2 separate regions of the Sus scrofa genome follow, and region 2 is linked to region 1. The links are chromatin contacts, called in public Hi-C maps. All regions are on one chromosome and are shown on one strand. Each heading gives the region's core, a stretch centred on a gene start, on an enhancer-like site or on the middle of the called end of the contact. The rest is flanking DNA. Distances are from core to core; before and after follow the strand shown.

Region 1 (7,506 bases), core at 3,361-5,860:
AAATCCCCAAGACACCAGTACAACTTTCCTACTAAGGACCTGTTCGGAACTCTCATATTTATGTAGCACCAGCAATGGATTACTTGCTGTACCCATCTTTAGCATTTCAGTTAAAAGAATGGAGTTCCCTGGTGGCTCAGCGAGTTAAGGATGTGGCAGTTGTCACTGCTGTCATGCAGATTTGATCCCTGTCTGGGATCTTTTTTTTTTCTTTATTTTCTTTTTGTCTTTTTTTGGGCTGCACCTGTGGCATATGGCGGTTCCCCAGCTAGTGCTCAAATGGGAGCTATAGCTGCTGTCCTACATCACAGCCACAGCAACTCCAGATCCAAGCCACGTCTGTGACCTACACCACAGCTCACGGCAAGGCCGGATCCTTAACCCACTGAGTGAGGCCAGGGATCAAACCTGCGTCCTCATAGTTACTATGCAGATTTGTTTTTGCTGAGCCACAACAGGAATTCTCTGGCCTGGGAACTTCTGCATGTCATGGGTGTGGTCAAAAAAAATGTTAAAAGAAACCCTATGTATCTGCAGATAAGCTCTCTGTTATCTGACCACAAATTTGAGTGGCTGGTGCCAAATTTGATTGATGGTTCATTTAAGTTTATAGTAGTTTCTGGGTCCTTCACAAAAGCAGTAAGACTCCTCTAACAGTCTCACTAATTACAAACTAAAACTATGTCAATTTATAGTCAATTGACTTACTTAAGTACATTTTAAGATCTACTGTAAATAATGTGCAGTAAATACTTCCTCCCCAAAAGATTCAGCTTTTTGAAGTACACATTTCTCTAGCAGCACACATGCATCGAGAAGTTATATATGTAAATGTAAACACTATTTTTGCATTTATCTATTTATCTGTTATATTTATATATTTGTATATATGAATAGCTATATGATAAAAATGTTTTATTCAGTAAATAGCTTTTATAGGAAAACATTGCCTACACTTCAAAATATGTACAGCAATGAGGTACAAAACTAAATTGTGTGATTTTAGTCAGCACACTGTGTAGGATTAATAAATAAATATTATTACAATCAAGCTTGCCTGCCAAAAAAGTGCTTATGCCCAAGCTGTTCGGCACATGGGGATGCCCTAGGGGAATCTAGGACAATCTTCACTATATGTTTGGTTTAGATAAATTCAGGAGCTGTATTTACCTTAAGAGTGTCTCTCCTGGGTCCATGAGAGGAAGCAGGACATTTGAGTTCTACCTTCAAAGCCTCATTTCCCTAAGGATTCGAACTGAATTATGTCCTAGTGGACCCTTGTATGGCACTAGAGCAACTTTCTCAGAATGAAGCCAGGAGTATTTCACGTAAGAATTTCAGGACCACCCTGGTCAACTCCCACATTCTTGGTTTTATAAAAGGCTCACCCAGTCTAAGGATAACCCTGCCTAGTAAACAGCCATTCTGGGGAGAAGCAAAAAGCAATAGGGAGAACATTGGGGAACAGCTCGAGCACAAAAAGATTAAATAAATTTCAGATAACTTTGCTGTCCAAATTAAACTTCAAATTTATCACTGACTAGGCTTCACACACCCATTGGTACAGATTAATGAGTGAAACATATTCAGTGGATGAAATCTCAAAAAAAAAAGCCATAAAACAATATCAAGGTAGGAGTTCCCATCGTGGCTCAGTGATTAACAAATCTAACTAGCATCCATGAGGACGCAGGTTCGACCCCTGGCTTTGCTCAGTGGGTTAAGGATCCAGCATTGCCGTGAGCTGTGGTGTAGGTCACAGATGTGGCTTGGATCTGGCGCTGCTGTGGCTGAGGTGTAGGCCGGCAGCTACAGCTCTGATTTGACCCCTAGCCTGGGAACCTCCATATGCCACAGGTGCAGCCCTAAGGAGCAAAAAAGGAAAAAAAAAAATATATCGAGGTAGAAAAACAAAGTGCGCTAAAGCAAGACAGCAATGTCTTTGCCAAGACGAAGAAAGTAGCATGAAGTACAACCTTGAGACCATATGCTAAAGCCCAAAAGTTGATCACTGTATGTAGCAGCTAAAAGAATTTTTAGAGGAAAAAGCACTTGGGGATCATTTACAGATGAAGAAAGAGAAGTTTAGCCTCTTAGTTATAAACGGGGAAATCTACTTAGGGGAGATAAGGAGGAAGGGCTGCTTGCCCTACCAGGATGATGTTTCTGGTGAAGCTTCCAGTCAGGTCAACCCTTTCATACTCTACCGTTAGGATCAATGTGGAAGCATCATTGGATAGAGATAAGTGGATAAAGATCCTCTCAATCTACTGCTACAGCAGCCCCCGCTCTCAGATCCTGGATGTCTCTGCCCGGTGCAAACTGATCAGAAACGTGCTTCCCATAGTTTCAAAGACCAGTGCTTTTTTATTAGTATGCATAATAATGCAAACACTTTAAAAATATGCAAGACAGTCTCCTCAGCAATGTGCAATTTTTCACAGCATCATTACATTTCACTAATTCATCTTTATTTTACCTGAAATGTGAAAATTACACAAACTAGATACCTCATTACTTGAAACTTTTCTTATTTTTTCCTGTTCACCAATCCAAAATCCAAACACCTACATACCAAGCAAAATATTGAGATTTCAATTTACCTAAAAATGTACAATGACTATTTTCTCTTGAATGAATAATTTTAGAACACATTTTAGATTTTTACTTCAGTTTGTTAAGAGAAAGTTGAACATGTCAGATAACAGCTGTGGTGAACACTCCAAATGAGTGATGGAAAATTCTGCAAATGCCAGCACCTTGCACAGTACCTCATACAGTAAGCTCTCAATAAATATGAACTATTATTATTGTAGCTATTATTACCACAGTTTTTTTTTCTTGTGTCTTTCTTTCACATGAGAGCATTCCAAGAATGTCTTTTAAATGCACAATTAAATCACTACTCAGATGTGAAACATATCACACTGATAAAATATAAATATTGTTGAAAGGAACAACACGGGGAAAGTGTAAGTCATTTTTACTGTTCTCTGAACCCGACTAGGGGCCTTATCACTAAGGCTCACAACAGCACCACCCCCATCATTATAGTGCACTATACAAAACAAGCACCATGAGAGTGGGAGGTAAGAAGCAAACAAGTGGGAAGCTGAGGATTTTGAGACTACATGGCTTTTCAAGCCACATGCTATCCACAGGAACCCATATTCAGAAGGATCTAGGGCTTAGCTTAATGTGCGCTGCTGCCATCTTGAAATTCTTACTAATCTTTGAATAGGGGCCCAATATTTTCATTTTGCGCTGAGTCTTGCACATTAGAGAGCTGCTCCTGGCCTTCCACAATACAAAATTATTCTTCTAAATGTGAATTCATTAGACCTATTCCTGAGGAGAGTGAGAAAATTCACAGAGAGCAAGGGATAGATAAATGGAGAAAGGAAGGTGTCCAGCACTGATGAATATAGCCAACTTGAAGACATAAATAAACAGCTTTCCCTAACTCAAAGGTTTATGCTTGCAAACAACTATTAATGGAAATAACTACTATGTGTTAGACTCTGTTGAGCATGAATATTATACAGAATTCATGACTATGTCATATTCCCTTTCATCCCTGCTTTCATTTTATGCTCTTCCCCTTCCTGCAACACTCCACTCCTTCCTCTCATTCCTACTTCTGATTCATTCTTAGAGTCTACCTCCTCCAGGAAGCTTTCCCCGACATTCTGGAACTTCTTGAGATACCATGTCTCTGCATGCCAATAGCAACCATTAACCCCACCATGTAATAATTATTTATTTTTGATTGCCGTCTTAATCCTTGGGCTAAGGAACTGTACCTTACATTGCTGCAATGCCACACCTATGTTTCTCTAATTAATAAATGCATCCATTTATATGAATGGATGAATAAATGAAAGAGAAATTAATGACCCAACAAAATATATGGGAAAAGATAGCATTGCAAGGAAATGGACTACTTAATAACACTTTAATGTACAATTTTATTTAGCGTGTGTCTTAAGTGGTGTGCGTTATAAAGAAATAATGGTTTAATTTTGCTTTAAAATGCAAACTGTTTATTTAGAATTCAATAATTCAATGCGGAAGTGGGAAATAAAAGTGCTGTTTAATTTAATTATTCTCACTATTATTTGAATTTAATTGTTCTCACTATTATTTGAGTGGCTTTTTCATATTTTTAATAATTAGCAGAATGTAAACTGACCTGAAAACCAAGAATAAGAGAAATATCATGAATAAATGTTATCCGCTATTTCTGCATTATTTACTCTTAAGAATTCAATCACTACAATCATAAAACAACAATATGTAGTTCCCATCATGACCTCTTGCAAGAATTAGGGGAAGGGGTGGGAATCATCCATGTAACACACACACACATTGCTGTCCAAGTTAAACCAGCAATTCTTGATGACTAACATTAATTGAAAAAAGAGGGCTCCAAAAAAAAAAAAAACCTATGTGAAACATTAAACAAAGTTATCTGATGTTTATGTTTTTCTCCTTTAATAATTAATGGAATGTAAATAGTCAGGGGAAGCTACAGTCTTGCATTGTAACTGAACCAGCATTATAAATGGCCGTCAGATGTTTACATAATACCCAGAACCCTTCTGTATGGAAGGAGGTTACAAATCTGCCCCTTTTCCCTGTTCAAAGTCAAAAATAATGGTGCCTGATCCCCAGAGCATTCACTGCAAGAACTGTTTGCATATTCAGTTATTGTTTCTGCTGCGTCAGTCATCTGTTGAAGTTCACTCTAATGTGGCCCTGATCAATTCTGCCAGCTGTGCTTAAGTGCTGTTTACTATAATAACATCACACTGCATTCTTATTTGGCAACAACAGCTATGACAGCACCTAAATGCATTGAGAAGCCAAGATTTTTATCATGTACACAGATCAAATTGAAACTGTTTACAGAGGACAGTGATGTTCTATTTCTGTCCATTCTAGTGAACACAGCGAGCACAGTAATGGCTTTGCCAAAAGCATTACTATTCTGCCCTTTTTAATAAGGGAAGAGCTTGTTGACCTAAATCCTCCATACGATACAAAAATTATTTTATGATGGTACCTTATAATTGTGACCAAATGGTAATAATTTAACATGTTGATTCACTTGAAATAAATAAACTGACACCTCTAGCGTGTCCTGATGTTAGGTGCAGTGTATATAAATCGTCTTGAAAAAAAATGTGTCCTCAAAAATGTACAGCAGCAGAGTCAATGGGAAAGAAGACAAACACTAATATAATCTTGTAACAACAGATTATAGGTCAACAACAGAATATGAAATTTTATGGTTTCTCACCCATTACAATAGCACACCTCATTTCATATTGGGCAATAAGGCAAACTAAGCCAAATATATCACTGAGATGAAAAATCAGTATTTCTACTCAAAACTTACACAGTCACTGTGATCAACTTTTGATACTGTCTTCTTACTTTTTCTATTTAAAGACTTTAGAAGTGAATTCTACCATTACGCAACCTCAAATTTACAGCATTGTTAATTGTGATTTGAAAAATCTCATTCTTGCTTTTGTGATTCTTTTAGCATTTCCTTTATAAGAAATATGATATAAATCAAAATACTGGGTAGGGAAAGAATAGATGAGTCACTGAAATGCTATCATCTTCTTGGAGGTTTTACTCTTCCTAAAGCAAAATGGCAAATAAGTGGACATTTTGAAGAATAACATAGAAAACATGAATAACTCTGAATATCAATTCACTTCATAGCTCATAAGTGCTCTAAAGGTTCCTTCTGAACTATCACAGTGCTCATTGTGAATGCGTATTAACAATAGCACACAATCATATGTTAAACATATAATATATTCGCATATTTAGTTCTATTCAACTGCCAATTTTAAAGTATACTTTTTCCAAAGTACCATAGTCTTGGTTTCCAGCAGCCATAATTTTTACATTAATGTCTATCAAAATAGTCACCTCCTCTGACATTATTCAACTTTTTAAATTACATTTAAGCCCCTACAAACTGGGAAACTGTCTCCCTTTTTTTTTCTTGCTCAGTCACTTAGCTACAGCTGAAATTTCTATGCCTGAGAATTTTAGGAACTTCTCTTTCTAAAGATGATCAACACTTTATACATTTTGTATTAACACTCTTTAGTAGATAATAATTATTTCCCCAAACAAAATCTTTCATTGTTGCTTTTTTTAGAAAACATGACATTCTACTAAAATCATCAGGTTGCCGGCAAGAATCCAAAACAAAAATAATCCATTCAAACTGTTTAATCTAGTCATTGAAGATTGACAGTATCTTTTTATATTTTTGAAAGCTCTTTTAGCATTAACTGATACTTTAGTGTGGGAAGAAACAAAAAGCTTTCTACCTATAAAAGTTCATCTTTTACCTTCTCATCACCATCAGATAAAAGCCTAAGGGCCTGGAAGCTACAGTCAGATACTGGTCCCGTAGGAATGAGCCCAATGCATCAGCATGGAGACAGGCAGCAGGTGTGAGCAGTGACTAGAAAAGAACCATGTTTTACCAGGAAGACAAGCCAGAGAACAGTTAAACCTGACCTATTAATACCACTATGCATAGGACAATAGAAAGGCCTTGTTACAAAGGTGAAGCTAGCCCAGCTAGAAAAATAAGCAAACCACTGCAAATATTGTGGTGACTGTCCTGTGAATGGATTGTCACACCAAATGACAGAACTCTCTCAATTCCACTTTCCAATAACTCCAAGGCACTCGGGATGTGACAGCATGATGAATACCACAACAGACAGCTCCAATATGGTACCATTTTACCAGATCAATATCTCGCTGCAATATAAGAAAAAAGGAGCTGATATTAGTCTACACAGTGTATTACAGATGAGGTACATTTCTTCTTACTGCACTCATGCTGAACCAAAGCAATAATTCATAGATCCCTTAAAAGGTTCGTGCACCGCCACATGCAAAAAATGGCTAATCTTTATTTCAACATCTGCTAGAAGATGTAATAGCTTAAAGCAATAAGTATGCAAGTTTTTAAAAGGTCTGTCTTTATCATTTTATCCAGATATTAAAAGAACAAAGTACACCCCAAATCTGAAACAACAGAAACATTCATAGATTGCTGACATTGTTCTAGCATCAGTTTAGAGAAAATTGTATTGGATATTTTACTACTAGGCTGCCTTCCTCCCTCTGCAAGTGAGAAGAGAGCTTTAAAACTTTTCACATTTGGAGCATGTGAAATATAATCAATTCTAAATTATCTGTGAGAGTTTATTCTTTTTCGGATTATTCCATATCCCCTTTTGAAAATCAAAGTCATTGTAATCAGCTACCCATGCTTAGCAAGACCCACCAAGGAGCAAGCTGTCAAGAGTTCTTACCTACTATAGAAGAAACAGTCGTGGCTACATGTACCAATCACACAAAAGTAATACAAGCAACTTTAATATCACTGTCAAAATATGACTAAAGGTTTTATTGCTTCCAAGTACTCTAATTTGTTGAGGCCACAGGTACAAGGAGAAG
Region 2 (7,506 bases), core at 2,932-5,431, 120 kb after region 1:
TGGTAATGACAGATGGCTTCAACATTTATTCTAGTTTTCATAGATAGCACACAGATGCAATAGCCCCAAGCAAATTAAATCCACTCTAAGGTTTGTTACCAAGTTACTGAGCCACTTTGAGCAAGTTTATGAACCCTTTTTTTCTTTAACATCATTTTTGCTCCTCAGATTCCCTGGTATCTAAATGCTATTAAGAGATGTAATTAGATACATGTTCTATAAAAAGCTGAGAATGCTAAGATTTGATATTTCTTACACACTGCGTACATATTATTTTGTATAGTTTGCCTTTTTGCACTGTTTCTCTTATCTTCTGAATAAATTATTCCTTGAGATAGTCTCAAGTAGCCAGAGGAGAAAGGAACCAGAATGAAAGAAATCAATATATATAGATGAAGAAAGATTTTAATAGGAAAGAAATAAATTGTGCTTGAATGAAAGAGTAATTTTAGTTTTGTAAATTCAAAATGAAAATATTTTAATTATTGCTTCCAGTGTTAAGAAATAACAATGACACTTGTAATTATCACTAAAAAAAAAAAAAAAAAAAAAAAGCCAGTGCATCTCAATGCAAACAGTATATTTTTGTGAGCGGAGAGTTCAATAAGTTTTTTCTTTTCTTAGTCAGTGGCAGAATGAAGAAACCTAGGTAGACATCTGTAAGTACATGTCTTCTCTAGCATTTGCATTTATTTAGGTTTGCAAAAGTCTTGTAGTTGACAAAAGATCAAAATGCAATAGCAAATCAACAAACTTACCACATTTAAACTTTAACCTGAAATGGAGTTTTAGAATAACACATTTAATTGTAAAGATGAGGTGAGTAAACTATAATGAGTACTGATGAGATATGTTTGAAGGGATAAACAGTTTTACTGGATTTAACTTATCTTGGCTCTGAAAGTTTAAACTCCAGAGCTTTGGTAAACCTCGGGAAAGAAATATTTTAAAATTCTTTGCTTAATAACTTTAAGAATAATTCTCCAACCATATGTCGAGACTTCGATTCCAAAATCTAAGCAGAAATTTCAGAAAAACAAAACAAAATATCAAGGGAATGATTTTGAGGTGTAATACTACCTGGTTTACACAGATAATAACGTTGCAGTCTTTGAAGGAAGTTTTCTCTAGCAGTTTTTTGTGTGTCATGTGAAATGGCCATTAATTATCTAGTGCAGTGTGTGCAGTAAGAAACACACAAAGAAGACTCAAGAGCAGAGTGGTTTGATTACTAAAAAGAAAAACAGCGCTTCACGAATTTACTGACTCGGCAGGCAATTTTATCACAATCATATCTGAACTGGCTTCAGATTTCAACTAGCATTCTTTATAACAACTTCGTAACAATCTTCTGCCCTGGTTCAAGCAATTTTAATAGTAAATTTTTGTCTTCCGTACATCCAAGGAGTCCAATTATCTCCGTAAATGACGTTTAGTCATCAAGATTCCCCCTCAATCTTTACTGCCACCTGTCCATCCTCTTGGGCACGCGCGCGCGTACACACTCGGGCGCGCTCTCAGCATTCACCCCAAAATAGTAGAAACGAAGGTTCAAAACCCAGACACACACCCACGCATGTACCCATGCAAAGAATGACAAATAAACAAGGAAAAAAGTTTCTGGCTACGTCAGGATACCTCAGGCATTTGCTGAGTAGGAGTTCAAGTCTTTTTCTGCCTACAGCCTCTCCAGGGGCACAGCAGCCAGAAGCCCTCTTCCGAGGTAGAAACAGCTGGGGGTTTTGCATCCCGGTTTCCTTCCGGTCTAGTCCCATCCCTCTTATCCTTCCCACCTCAGTTTCCCTAGCTCTACCAGGGGCGCACACACAAAGGAGTAAAACTCTGGTCCTTCTTCTGATCTTTAAACCTATTAGGAGGGTACAGAGGTCTCCGCACAAATTTTGCGCGCAGTTCCCACGCGCTCACTTCTAGTCTCCAACTTTCCCTACTCGCTTTTACCCGGCATCTCTGAACTTTTCCCTCTGAGGCCAACAGTGGGGACAAGACGGAACCATCAGCGCCAGTGGAATGATCACTTCTACCCCGAAACTGAAAAGTTACCCCACTCCCGCCCCCTCTCGGTAGATCCTCCCCCAGTGAGCGTTCATTAGCATAAAACTGGTCTGGCCGGGCTCCGGGTTCCGCGGCCTCCAAGGTTCGCGCGCTTTGCCGGGCTGCGGAAGCCACGGCACCGGGTGTTCAGGTCCACAGAACATTCCAGTGCAAACCTGCACCTGCTCATTGCGTGAGCTACTAACCTTAAAAAAAGAAAAAAAAGAAGAAAAGAAAAAGACAAGAAAGAACAGTTTGGAGAGAGAGCTAGAGAGCGAGATGTGGTCTTCCTTTCCCATCTCTCCAGTTCAGCTTCCAAGAGGCTCAGTCACCCGCTCACCTCCCCCTATAGAGGGAACCCTGCGAGTCCCCTCGCGTCTGCCCCGGGGCAAACGTATCCCCTTATCTTCTTTGCACACGCACAGACTCACACGCGGACACACGCACAAATGCGCGCACACACAGACCCCTCCCCTCCGCGGGCTGGCCCTTGGGGCTTTGAGGCTGAACTCCGAGCGGGTCCCTTGGGATAGCCCCGGCTTCCCGGCCTCTGGGGCCGTCCCCTTCCCGACCTCCAAGCAACCCATTCCCTAAGCTACCTCGCGGGGCCCCCATCGGGAGGGCATCTTCCCGCTCCCCGAACCCTACCGAGAAGGGTCACGACCTCCCTCCGCCCCCGGGACGCCGCCTGGAGCCTCGGAGCAGCCCCGCGGGTGCCCCTCGGTGAAACCCTGGTCCCAGGGAGCGTACATGGGCAGCCGCGCGGAGAAGTGTCCCCAGACGCCAGCGTGGCCCAGGAAGGGCGCGGTGGCCCCTGGAAAGGCATCATCCTCCTCCTTCCCGCTCCCTCGGCCCCGAAGCTTGGGGTTTCCGCGTGCCACAGCACTCGAGCCCCGGCGCCCTGGAGAGCAAGGGGCGGACCCGGCCGGAAGAGCGAGATCTGGGCAGGGTGAGGTGCCAACTTCTCTGAGGGTCGGGAGCGGCCGCAGAGCCCCGAGGAAAGGGACGAGAGGGCCGCGCTCGCCGGGGCGCGCGGCTCGCGGGCGCGCGGAGCGAGCGGCGCGGGGAAGGGAGCGAGGAAAGGGCGAGGAGGCGGGTGGGAAGGGACCTCGGGCGGCGGAGGCTGCCCCCCGCACTTTACCTTGCGTTGGTGCAGTCATTGTAGAGGGTCTCGAAGTCCTTCCTGGAGATGAGTTTGCAGCGGTTCACTCCGGGCTGGATGGCGCCCAGTCCCCTCAAGATGCGAACCTGTTCCACATTGCACACCACCGGCGTGATCTCCAGCCGCTTCAGCTTGGTGTAGACCGTGTGCAAGCCCCCCACCAAGTGCTTCAGGAACAGGTCGAAAGCCTGGGGCAGGCAGATCAGCTCGCAGCCCTCCACTGTGAAGGAAGCCACTTTGGCCCCCCTCAGATCCACCATTTTGCACTCATTATTCTGGGGGGTGTTTTCCACTGGGGACGGGGTCGAGTACACGGGTTTCCCGGGGAGGGGGCCGCAGCTGCTGCTGCTACTGCTGCTGCTGCTGCTACTGCTGCTGCTGCTGCTGCTACTACTGCTGCTGCTGCTGCTGCTGCCGGTGCTCGCGTTGATGGGGGTGCTGGAGGCGCCGCCGCCGCCAGCGCTAATGCCGCCGCCGCCGCCGCTCGCGGTCGCGAGGCTGGGGTTGCAGTTGCTGCCGCCACCGCCGCCGCCGCCGCCGCCACCGCCGCCGCCGCCGCCTCCGTTGCCCGCGCTGCCGCCGCCGCCTCCGCTGCCGCCGCCGCCACCGGTGGAGGTGACTGTGGCCGCCGCCGCCGCCGAAGCGATGGGCTCCGGCCGGAACAGAGTTGGCCCTGAGGACGCCGGGGGCCCGATGGACGGAGCCGGAGACGAGGTCGCCGAGGAGGGGGAGGTGGTGGTGCCGGAGGAGGAAGCAGACGTGGAGATCGGGGGTTGAGGGGGGACCAGCTGGGTCGGAGGGATCAAAGCCGCCGGCACTGCCATGGTCACATATAAGGGGAAACAGAAGGAGGAGAAGCGAGGGGAAAAGTTGCCACACACCCCGGGGAGGGCAAGGGGGAAAAAGGGGGGGAGAAGGAGCTAGGGGACAACAACAACAACAACTCTGGGAGAGGACGAGGAGGCGAAGGGGAGAGAAGGGAAGAAAAAGGAGGTGAGGGTAAGAAAGAGCGAGCGCAGGAGGGGCGAGCGCGAGAGGCGCTCTGGAGAGAAACGCACAAAAGTGTCCCGCAAGTCGAAATGCGAGTCCTCTCCGGGGGCTGGGATCGGGGGCTGGTGTGGGGGGGTGGGGGCGGGGGCGGGGAGGGTCGGCTGTTGTTGTGTGGGTCCCGCTCTAGCACAAAGTTAAGGATGAAGGTGAAAAGGAGGAGGTTTGAAGGACTTGGGTTCTCCCTGGCAAGTACATTGATCAAAGATTGAGAGGGGAATGACAGAGAGAAAATGAGCTGAAAAGTGCAGGCTGCCGGCTGGACGAGTTGTTGTTGTCACACGGTGCAGAGGGGAGGAGCTCCGGAAACTTGAAATACCCTTTGAAGCCGCAAAAACCTCACTCACTAGTATTAACCCAAATTATCCAACCAGGAACTCGGAGCAGAGACTCCGAGAGCGCGAGACCCAGGGAAAGCGAGTGAACAAGAAAAGGAGGAGGGGAGGGGGAGGATAAGGAAAGAAACTAAGGGAGGGACGGAGAGGAAAAGCCGGGGCACGCAAGTGGCGATCGGAAAAGCGGAGGGAGATCTTCTCTTCTACTACCGCTAGATTCTCGGTCTTAATACTCCACTTTGTCCTCGAAGACCGGTAATTTTTTCCCAAAACCTTCAAACCAATCGGCTGCCAACTTAAAGGGAGCCAGAGCGCTCCGAGCTCTCCTTCAAGGATTTAGGATGTGTCTCCGCTCGCTTTTGCAATGAGATATAAATGAAAAGACATACTCTCACTTCATGATTAGTAAGAAATTATTTTGAGGAAAATCCATATGGAAGCAAAGCGTATGTTTCATGCGTCTGGTTATTTTCTCTGTCGATTCAATTATTTATTTAAAGATAGTGAAAACGCCAGGAGAGTTTTCAAGTTGTGGGGGAAAAGTCAGTCTGAAATCGCTTAAGAATAATGGAGTGCTCTCTATTCAATTCCTTATTTCCTAATTGTGGAAAGAAAGAAATGCTTGCCATGATGTGGATGATTCGGAATAACTTCATTTTTGCCCCAAAGCCAGGTCAGAAATGTCTATTATACTGGGAGAATTCGAGATCAGGCACCCTCGAAGGTTTAGAAAGTGGGGAGGGGAAAAAAGAACATCCTAATTTTTTCTTCCCTAACTCCATAACTAATTCACCTGTCTTGCACAGACACCAACAATCCTCAAGTCCTTTAAGACCCAAGGCTAGTTGCTAATGTGATATGTGAATAACAATACATAGATGTATATATTGTATTTGAAAAGTAACAGTGTATTCTGGGAAGGTCCTTCTCAGTTTGTCAGTAAAAAATATGTTTTGTAAATAATGAAAAGAACACAAACAAAGCTCACTAGTTCACTTGTAAAGGCAGAACGGATAGCTATGCTTAAAAACCTCATGAAGCTGGGTTGAGACTCACTCTCTTCCTCTTTGCCTTTCTCTCTCCTTTTCTTCCCCTTTCTAACTTGTTGCATGAAGGTACTATTTATTCAAGGATTTTTGACCATAGGTCAAGTCTGTTCTCTGTTTGTATCTCTAGGATTCTTAAATAATTGGGCTTTAAACCTGTCTGCACATATTCATCAACTCCACAAGATAGAAACAATGCTTTAGCATTTGACAGATTTTAAAAATAAATTATTAGGACCAGGATCACAGTGTAGTGTTGAAATTATTCTCACATTTCTTTTTATCATTTTTATCCTTTAACCTTTTTGAAGTTGAGTGCCAAAAGTTGCAGGAAGTATTTATAGAGAAATATGGCACTATTGACTAATTTGTCTAAGTTTATACTAAACTTTTGGGGGCATAGAAGTTATATCAGGAAGCTTTCCTGGGTCAGAAGAACTCAGAAAATTGATTGTTACCAAAAAGTAGATTAACTTCTGCAAAGATAGCTAAAGTTTATGCAGCTGTTTTACCTAGTTAGCCAATGTATTTTAACATATCCAGAAATAATGTATATTCATTTTCACTCCTCTTATCTGACTTCAGTTAAAAATAAGGACTGGATATACATCACATACATCAGAACACTTCTTTAAATGTTTATGTCTGTATTGGACGATATCGCCTTTTTTAAAAAATGTCAACCTGCTATGTTAAAGAGTGGAGGTGAGGAGAAGATATTAAGCCCTAAGAAACTGATTTTATTTTCGAATTGCATGTAGAACTTTAATAAACTCTGCTGTGGTTTTAAAAATGTTAAACTAACTTCTTCATAAATTCTACCCACAAATGAAAAAAAAAGGGGGGGGATTCAATGTCTTAAATCGACCCTTAGCATTCTCATTCTTCATATTTCCTTTAACTGTCACTCATCCCATACCTGCCACATTCAGAAGCCAGGGACAGGAAGTAATGATAGCAGACCAAACCATTATCCCACCTAGCTTCAAAGCAAACTCCAAATTTTCTGCAGGGAAGCCTGCCCTTTCAGCACTTGCTCCTTTCAAAAGCAGGGCTTGGGGCATTCCCCCTACACACACCTAAATGGGAGCTTCCTCCCCCTCCCCCTCCATCTCACATCCCTAAACATTTTTTTTTTTTTTAGAAACTACTCACCTCTTTGATCAAACAATAGGATTAGAAAAAATATATAATGCAAATTAAAATCTATAGGAAAGAAAAACCTGGAAAATTTTAAAATTTCTTTTCTCTCCTTTTTTTTTTTTTTCAAGAAAGATTACCAATGATTAAGGCAAACAGTATTTAACAGCAGATAAAGAACAGCACAGATTTCAAATTCCCACTCTTTCCATCACATCATTTGCTTTCAAAGCTTTTGTCTTGTTTGTTTATTGTTTTACATCTCTGGTAGTTTCAGGTCCTCTCCTTCCAGCTCCTCTTCTCCAACCTGCACTCAATTTGCATAAGCAAAACTCAAAGTACTGTAACTGATATTAGAAAATTCTCCCTGTGTGTTGTGAAGATGTATTGTGCTGAAATCAATAAGACTGTTTAAAATTCAAAGACCTGCAAATCGTTCTGTTTGTCCTTTGATAGGGCCTGTGCTGATTAAAATGCTACCAAGAAAGCTTAATTGCTGCACTAATTAAGAAGTCTTTAATTTCTTTCCTAGGATATCGTTTGAAGCTGAGCTTGTACCAGTTCAGGGAAGGTATTTTCTTCCCTCCCTCTGCCCCCTCCTGGCCCCTCCCTTCCCCTTCCTCCTCCTGCCGTGCCCCCACGATATCCCTGTGAATGGGAACTAATAGAGAGAGTGGTCTCAGGGCTCACCATCTATTACTTAACAAAAATCGGCACAGGAGAC

The links. A called contact is a pair of places that touch in the nucleus more often than the background predicts.
Region 2: a contact with region 1 is called in a Hi-C map of fetal liver, with 1.9 times the contacts expected there. The contact joins the promoter of DACH1 here to the enhancer-like site in region 1. A contact is called at or near these places in 1 of 5 promoter capture datasets (fetal liver), 3 of 47 Hi-C or Micro-C datasets (alveolar macrophages, fetal heart ventricle and fetal liver) and 1 of 2 datasets of contacts at active chromatin or transcription factors (skeletal muscle).

The regions. Positions count from the first base shown.
Region 1 is chr11:44,066,256-44,073,761 of Sscrofa11.1, forward strand. All of the region lies in intron 1 of DACH1 (dachshund homolog 1), which reads right to left. Among named protein-coding and RNA genes, the nearest start is that of DACH1, 120 kb to the right of the region's middle. Within about 2 kb of position 4,611, at least 5 of the 83 cell types and tissues checked have an H3K27ac peak or open chromatin away from gene starts, as enhancers often do. A contact at or near this core is called in fetal liver, where this site is marked.
Region 2 is chr11:44,183,585-44,191,090 of Sscrofa11.1, forward strand. It overlaps DACH1 (dachshund homolog 1), which reads right to left and starts at 4,182. Exons shown (of 11, transcript XM_001924267.6): 1 at 3,194-4,182. The coding sequence starts at 4,038. LOC106505309 (a long non-coding RNA gene) reads left to right here and starts at 2,803. Exons shown (of 3, transcript XR_002336559.1): 1 at 2,803-3,001.